2 separate regions of the Mus musculus genome follow, and region 1 is linked to region 2. The links are chromatin contacts, called in public promoter capture Hi-C maps. All regions are on one chromosome and are shown on one strand. The core of a region is the stretch at or near the end of the contact, and the rest is flanking DNA. Distances in the headings are between cores, read along the strand shown. Region 1 holds the start of Rpl6 (ribosomal protein L6). Region 2 holds the start of Rnf10 (ring finger protein 10).

Region 1 (3,444 bases), core at 43-2,542, 5.9 Mb before region 2:
AGTAGCAAGGACCTTCTCTTTTTTCTTCTTCTTCTCAACCTACAAAGACAAACCCATCAATCCAGGATCCTGCCAGACCTCAAACGCAGGAATAAGGCATCATAGTGGGCCATCCGTTCCCTCTCCTACCTTGGTCTTGGCAGCCGAGTATTTCCTTTTGTACAAGGCCTTCCTGGAGTACATAGCAGATCGGGAGTACCTGCCAATTCCTCTCACCAGGACAGGGTTTCGGCTGCAATGGGGCTTCGCCTTCTTGGGCTTTTTACCCTTAGGGTGAACCTTTTTGGCTACTTTGGCGGCCCGGGGCCGGGAGGCAGCAGCATCACTGCCAGCCTTCTTGGCCGCAGGTTTCTTCTCCTTTGTATCAGGCGCTTTTTCACCCGCCATCTAGGGATATAAACAATAAAGGCATTTCATCAACCATTTGTCAACAAGCTAGTATGAAAACCATCCTCTGATGCTTGCAATGCCTCTTCCTTCCAAACACAGGGTTAAGTATCTAGCACTATTAGTTTTTTTGTTTTTTTTTTTTTGCTAAAAAACTTTTTTGTGGTTCCTTATCTTATTCTTCCATTTTTGTGAATCAGAAAACCAAAGACAATCTTTGCTAGTGTCTACACAGGCAAGGAAGCCCAGAATCTCGAGGCTCTTCTGTGCGACCCACTTCAGTGCCAGCAGCCTACAGGCAGAGGCCAGGCAATGGTTCGGGGCCACGGGTTGCTCTAGCACGGGACACTATGACAGACCCAGGGGAACGGGCCTGCCATAAATCCAAACCCATGCACCAGCACGGAACACCCGAGACCTCCCCCTCTGGTGTCGCCCTAGGTCCCGAAGCCACCACGATGGCCCCAGCTCCGCAAAGTAGCCGACAGCGGTGCTCTCCGGTCGTCTTCCGGGGACGCGGTTCCCCACCTTCAGTCGCGAAGCCCAACGTGGCCAAGACAGGCTCAACAGAAGGTTCTGGAACCCCCACTGCAGGGTCGCAAGTCGCAACACAGGCCCTCCAACCCTCCCCAGGTTACGGCAGCCGGCAGGGCCCAGCGACCATCTCGGGCGCTACGCTCGTTCTTAGCCCCCCGCCAACCCACGCTGACAGAAATGAAGCTCCCGAGAGATCTGGCGAATGATCCCGACCATAGGCGGCCCTGGGTAGTGATCCCCGGATGTCCCCCAATTTCGGATGGACGAGGATTGGGGTCCCGAAAGCCGCTGCCACACAGACGCCCGCCATTCCTACCTTGCAAGACGGGAAAGAGAACTAAGGCAGCGGCTTCCGGTCTATAAGCAATGACGGGAGGTGACCAAGATCACTTCCTTCCTGTATGGGGCATCATGGGAAATGTAGTTTTTCTTTACTCCGTGGCAATGCACCTAGGGAACGTCCCCCCAGGCCCCACCCCCACCCTAATAGGTAAGGGCAGCTGAGATGGCTGAGCAAGTAAAAGCGCTTTCTCCTAAAATGATGAACAGACTTTGAGCCTTGCGACTCATGTGGTGGAAGAAAGGACTTTACAGAGTTTTCTTCTTCTCCTCCTCCTCCTTCTTCTTCTTTTTTTTTTTTTTTTGGTTTTTCGAGACAGGGTTTCTCTGTGTAGCCCTGCCTGTCCTGGAACTCATGCTGTAGACCAGGCTGGCCTCGAACTCAGAAATCCACCTGCCTTTGCCGCCCAAGTGTTGGGATTAAAGGCGTGTTGCACCACGCCTGGCCAGAGTTATCTTCTAAAAACTAAAGGTTAGGGTTGGAGTGATGGCCCAGTGGTTAAGAGAACTGGCTGCTCTTCCAGAGTTTTTTGAGTTCAATTTCCAGCAACCACATGATGGCTCATAACCATCTGTAATGGGATCCCATACCCTCTTCTGGTGTGTCTGAAGACAGCTACAGTGTAGTGTACTCATATACATAAGATAAATAAATCTTGCCAGGGCTATGCAGAGAAACCCTGTTTTGAAAACCAAATACATAAATAATAAATAAATAAATAAATCTTTAAAAAAAAAAAGTCTGACAGTGGTGGCACACCCCTTCAATCCCAGCACTAGGAAGGCAGAGGCTGGTAGATCTCTGTGAGTTTGAGGCCAGCCTGAACTACAAAGCTAGTTCTAGGAGAGCCAAGGCTATGCAAGCAAACCCTGCCCCCAAAACAAAATAAACAAATTAAATAGGAAAAAATAAATAAGATTTAAAATAAAACTTTTTTGTTCATTACATTTTTAAATAAGCTACTATCCTTTGAAAAATGACACTGTATACCTGACAGTGCCTTACTTTTTATTACATTTTATTTTATGTGTATGCTTATGTGAGCATGTGGGAGTGGGGAGTGGATGCATGCCCCAGCATACAGATGGAAGTCAGTGGACAACTTGGGGACGCCGGCTCTCTCTACCACATGAGGCCTAGAGATCAGTCATCTTAAGAGGACTTAGGTCATCACAGGCCCCGCATATAACAATTATCCTCTACCTCATAGTGCTTAGAACGACGTATACACATGATTTCTATTGTCTTCTACTTGTCTGTTGCCTGTTGCTAGTGGTAGGAGCTTTTCTCTTGACTTTCTTTTTTTTTTTTTTATCTTCTTTTTTTTTTTCTTTTTTTTTTTTTTCCATTTTTTATTAGGTATTTCGCTCATTTACATTTGCAATGCTATACCAAAAGTCCCCCATAGCCACCCACCCTCTCTTGACTTTCTATATGTGTGTGTGTGTGTGTGGGTGTGTGTGCTGTGTGGGTGGAGGTCTGAGGACAACTTACAACCACTTTTGTTGTCCCACAGTGTGGGTCCCATGAATGGAACTCAGAACTTTGTAGCAAGCACCTGACCCACTGAGCCATGTCTGTGGCCCTTCAATTCGGCTCTAAACCCCATCTTCATGGTTGAGTCTCCAGGAATCTCTTCCCTTTCTCTGGCTGTGGTTAAAGGTGAAAGAGGGAGTGGTGGGCTGCCTCTAAAGACCTCATGACACTGAAGACCACAGAAAACAGAGCACTGTGAAGACCTCAGAGTACAATCCGATTCTCTCTCTCTTCCCCAGCCCTTCTGGTTTTTCTTTTTGAAATATTTATTTAATGTATGAGTGCTCTATCTGCATATATACCTACAGGCCAGAAGAGGGCATCAGATCCTGTTATAAATAATTGTGAGCCATCATGTGGTTGCTGGGAATTGAACTCAGGACCTCTGGAAGGACAGTCAGTGCTCCTAACTGCTTTGTCAAGACAGCATCTATAGACCAGGCTGAACTTGAACAAAGCTTCTGCCTGTCAAGTACTAAGATCAAAGGCATGCTGTACCATGCCCATCTCAAGTCTTATTATCAATTGTTGAATTTTATGACATTTACTGTCCAAGCAGAGTCTTAAGAAGAAATTTAAGCCGGGCGTGGTGGCGCACACCTTTAATCCCAGCACTTGGGAGGCAGAGGCAGGCGGATTTCTGA
Region 2 (3,959 bases), core at 519-3,018:
AAAACTGAAAAATTATAGTTCCTTTTTAAAAATGGATTTATTTATTTTATATATGTGAGTACACTGTAGCTATCTTCAGACACACCAGAAGAGGGCAGTGGATCACCTTACAGATGGTTGTGAGCCACCATGTTTGTGATTTGGAATTGAGTTTAGGACCTCTGGAAAAGCATTCAGTGCTCTTAACCTCCGAGCCATCTCTCTAGCAAACCCCTCCCCCCCAAGTTATAGTTCTATGGATCTCCATGTCATTTTAAACTGATTCCTTCCATACTAAATAATATCTCATATACTATATGATAATAAGGAACCAAATAAGAGTCTGACTCCTGCTTTTTTCATTTTTCTTTCTTTCTTTTTTTCTTTTCTTTTCTTTCTTTTTTGCCCTGCCTCTGCCTCCCAAGTGCTGGGATTAAAGGTGTGCGCCACCACTGCCTGGCTTGGCCCGCACATTCTTGTTCCTTTCCCATTTATGATACTGAGGATCAAATCAGAACTTTGCCCATGCAAGGGCCCTGTGACTACACTACACTGTCTGCTTTTATTCTTTTTCTCTCTTATAAGGAACATGGTCTCACTATGTAGCACATGCTAGCCTTACACTCTGCACTTCCTGTCTCTGTTTATTTATTTATTTTTTTGAGACAAGGTTTTTCTGTGTAGCCCCAGCTGACCTGAAACTTGCTCTGTAGACCAGGCTGGCCTTGAACTCAGAGATCCACCTGCATCTGCCTCCTGAGTGCTGAGATTAAAGATGTGCACCACTGGCATCCGTCTTCTGTCTCTGCTTCTTGAGTATTAGTGATACAGGCATGAGCCACTCTAGTTCTCCTACATACACGATTGCTAAAATTCCACTCATCGGCTAGATGAGGTAGTAGCTTAGAGGTAGAAAACTAGATTGTGAGCATGGAGCTCTGGATTTGATCCCTAACAGCCCCCCCCCCCCAAATTCCATTCGTCCTGTGTGTGTCACATGACACAGCATTTCTAAGAAGTCCTCTTTTATCCCTCTCAAGCTGGGATGCTTTTCTATTGAAACGTGTTTGATTAGCATCTCCTTACTTAACTGTACTATGTTGTTTCTCTTTGTTGGTGTTTCGAATGTTGCTTCTTACCGATCTTTATATATGAATGTGGCATGCATACGTGTATGAAAAATCTTACACGTATGCACAGGTGTACATGGAGTTCTGAGGCTGCCATTGAGTGTTTTCCTCCAAGACTCTCCACATTCTTCACAGAATGGCTAGGTAGACTCACCATTTGAGCTAGTCTGGCTAGCCAGTTTGTTCTGGGAATTTCCAGATCTCTTGTCTCCGGTGCACCGGAATTGCAGGTGGGCCATCACACTCCACTTGGTTTTCTAAAAAATTTTGTGTATGGGTGTTTTGTCTATATGAGTATGTCTGTATACCACGTGTTTGCTTGGTATTGTAGGAGGCCAGACACCCACACATCTTTTTTTTAAAAAAAGAAAAAAATCCAAGCACTGGCGAGGAATATCTGTGAATTGGAAGCCAGACTGTTGCACACAAAGAGTTCAGGTCCCGTTAGGACTACAAAATGAAACATTGTCTCAAAAAGAAGGAACCCGCTAGGGAGGCGGGAAGGAAAAGAAACCTCGAACAGGGAAGAGAGAAAAAAAGCATTGGCAGGCACAAGCGGTCCCTCCCCTAGGACCCGGATGTAGGTAAAAGACTACACTTCCCAGAATGCACCACGCCCGCCTGGCAACTATATAAATAGTCCATCCGGGTTCTTGGAGATGCTGTTTGGCGACTCGTCGCCATTCCCGGAGCAGCTCGGCCTCGGCCCAGAGGCGAGTGTCGGTCGCTGTGTCGGAGACCCCGGTCCCCGGCACCGAGACAGCCAGCCCTCTCTCCTGCCCCGCGGCGGGAGAGCGTGTCCGGCCGGCCGGCGGGGCTCGCGACCCTCCCGCGCCTCCCTTTCCCCCGCAGCCTCTGCCCCGCCAGGCCCGGCCCGGACCTCCGAGCCCCGGCCTCCTCCTCCTCCTCCTCCTCGTCCTCGTCCTCCTCTTCGGTCACCGCCGCCTCTGGGCCCCACAACCCCACCTTGCCGCTTCTCCTTCCATTTTGAGAAGCTGAGGAAGGAAACAAGGAAAAATGTCGCCATGAAGGCCGAGAACCGCTGCCGCCGCCGACCCCCGCCGGCCCTGAACGCCATGAGCCTGGGTCCCCGCCGCGCCCGCTCCGCTCCGACCGCCGTCGCCGCCGAGGCCCCCTTTGATGCCGCAGAGCTCCCCCAGCGCCGCCGCCACCGCCTCCGACATGGACAAGAACAGCGGCTCCAACAGCTCCTCCGCCTCCTCGGGCAGCAGCAAAGGGCAACAGCCGCCCCGCTCCGCCTCGGCGGGGCCGGCCGGCGAGTCTAAACCCAAGAGTGGTAAGAGCCGGCGGGTCTGCCGGGTCACTTGGGGGAGGAGGGACAAACGACCCACCTTCCGCTTGCACTGACATCCAGTATTTACGGTTAAGCCGATCTGCGCTGCGTGGTTAATTTGGGCCCTTGCATTCATATTCAAAACAGCTGGCTGAAGTAGGCGCTATTCTTAGCCCCATTTTGCAGATGAGGGATCTGAGATTTTGGAAAGGGTTAAGGTCATCCAGGTGGCAAGCACCTCACAGAAGGCCTCAAGACCTGGCTTTGTGTGACTCACCGTCGGTCCAGGCTCTAAAACAATTGACTTTGTTTTCTCTTCTAGTGTCGGATTAGCTTTGGGTGGCATTCAAGTTTGAATAAGAGAGGGTGAGGCCCGAGGATTTTCAGACTTAAATCTGGCACCGGGTCTGCTCCTCTGTTTAAGAGGACTCATGTTGGGATGGCGTTGCTCGGCGTGATAGTAAAGCATGCAGACCCTGCATTCAGTTCATTTAGGTTCAGTCCTTGAGTTTGCTAATACACACTATTAAGTAAATGGGCTAAGCGCTTAGAGTACTTGACAACTTTTTGCCTAAATATTATGCCTGTTTGTGTGCGGTAGGTTATATGGGCTTGGCTTTCATGGTGTGTGTGTGTGTGTGTGTGTGTGTGTGTGTGAGAGAGAGAGTGATGTGTGTAGTCAGGCTTCTTAGTATTACTATAACATAATAATAATGATATTATTATAATAATATAATAATACTACTTACTGATTATGCACAAAGCACACGGGTAGGCTTTTAGGTGTGATAGCACTACTCTAATCGTTTAACCTGTCTAGCCAGGAGTTATTCCACCGCAGAGAATAAACTAGGCTGTGGATTAGGAGATGGCAGAATCCCGAGTCCAGCATTCTCCATCTTGTGTCAGAGCTGTGTACAAATCTCTTTTAAACTTTTACCATGTTGGCAGTATTTTTGAGATAGTAATTTTTTTTTCAATCAGTCTTTTGGTTTTTCGAGACAAGTTTCTCTTTGCATCCTTGCCTGTCCTGAAACTCACTCTATAGACCAGGCTGGCCTTGAACTCAGAGATCCACCTGCCTCTGCTTCTCAAGCACCTCCAAAATCTCAGACACAGCCAAGTTTCAGATTGTGGTTTAATTACAATGTTTCTCCTTCTCTTTCCTCCCTCCAAAGCTTCCTGTGTAACCTTCCGCTAATCTCCTTCATGTCCTTCTTTCACACATCTGTATGCATGTGCATATACATGTCAGCAAGCATGTGTATGAGTTCTATGCATATCCACCAGTGAACCTGAGCGTGGGGAGGAGCCTAGGAACCTGAACCCTACACAAAGAACTCCAGGAGACTTAGTAACACTGGGAGTGGGAGAGGGGGTCTCCTGGAAGAGCACACCCCGTAGTTTTCCAGTGCCAAACATCACTGGATGTATTTAGTGCAAAGATGTATGTGCAAGTAACTTTGTTTGGATTCCGCAGTGTGTTTTTGTGAGAGAGAGCATGTGTGACAGATGGGGAGCTTTGAGCTGACAGTCTAAGATTCAAAGAGCTGGAC

The links. Promoter capture Hi-C pulls out the DNA fragments that hold promoters and counts their contacts.
Region 1: a promoter capture Hi-C map of cranial neural crest shows a contact between it and region 2. The contact joins the promoter of Rpl6 here to the promoter of Rnf10 in region 2.

The regions. Positions count from the first base shown.
Region 1 is chr5:121,202,349-121,205,792 of GRCm38.p6, reverse strand. Rpl6 (ribosomal protein L6) reads right to left here and starts at 1,292. Exons shown (of 7, transcript NM_011290.5): 1 at 1,241-1,292; 2 at 130-387; 3 at 1-39. The coding sequence starts at 387. It overlaps LOC115490270 (a small nucleolar RNA gene), which reads right to left and starts at 783; the gene lies at 650-783.
Region 2 is chr5:115,270,704-115,274,662 of GRCm38.p6, reverse strand. It overlaps Rnf10 (ring finger protein 10), which reads left to right and starts at 1,768. Exons shown (of 17, transcript NM_016698.2): 1 at 1,768-2,406. The coding sequence starts at 2,250.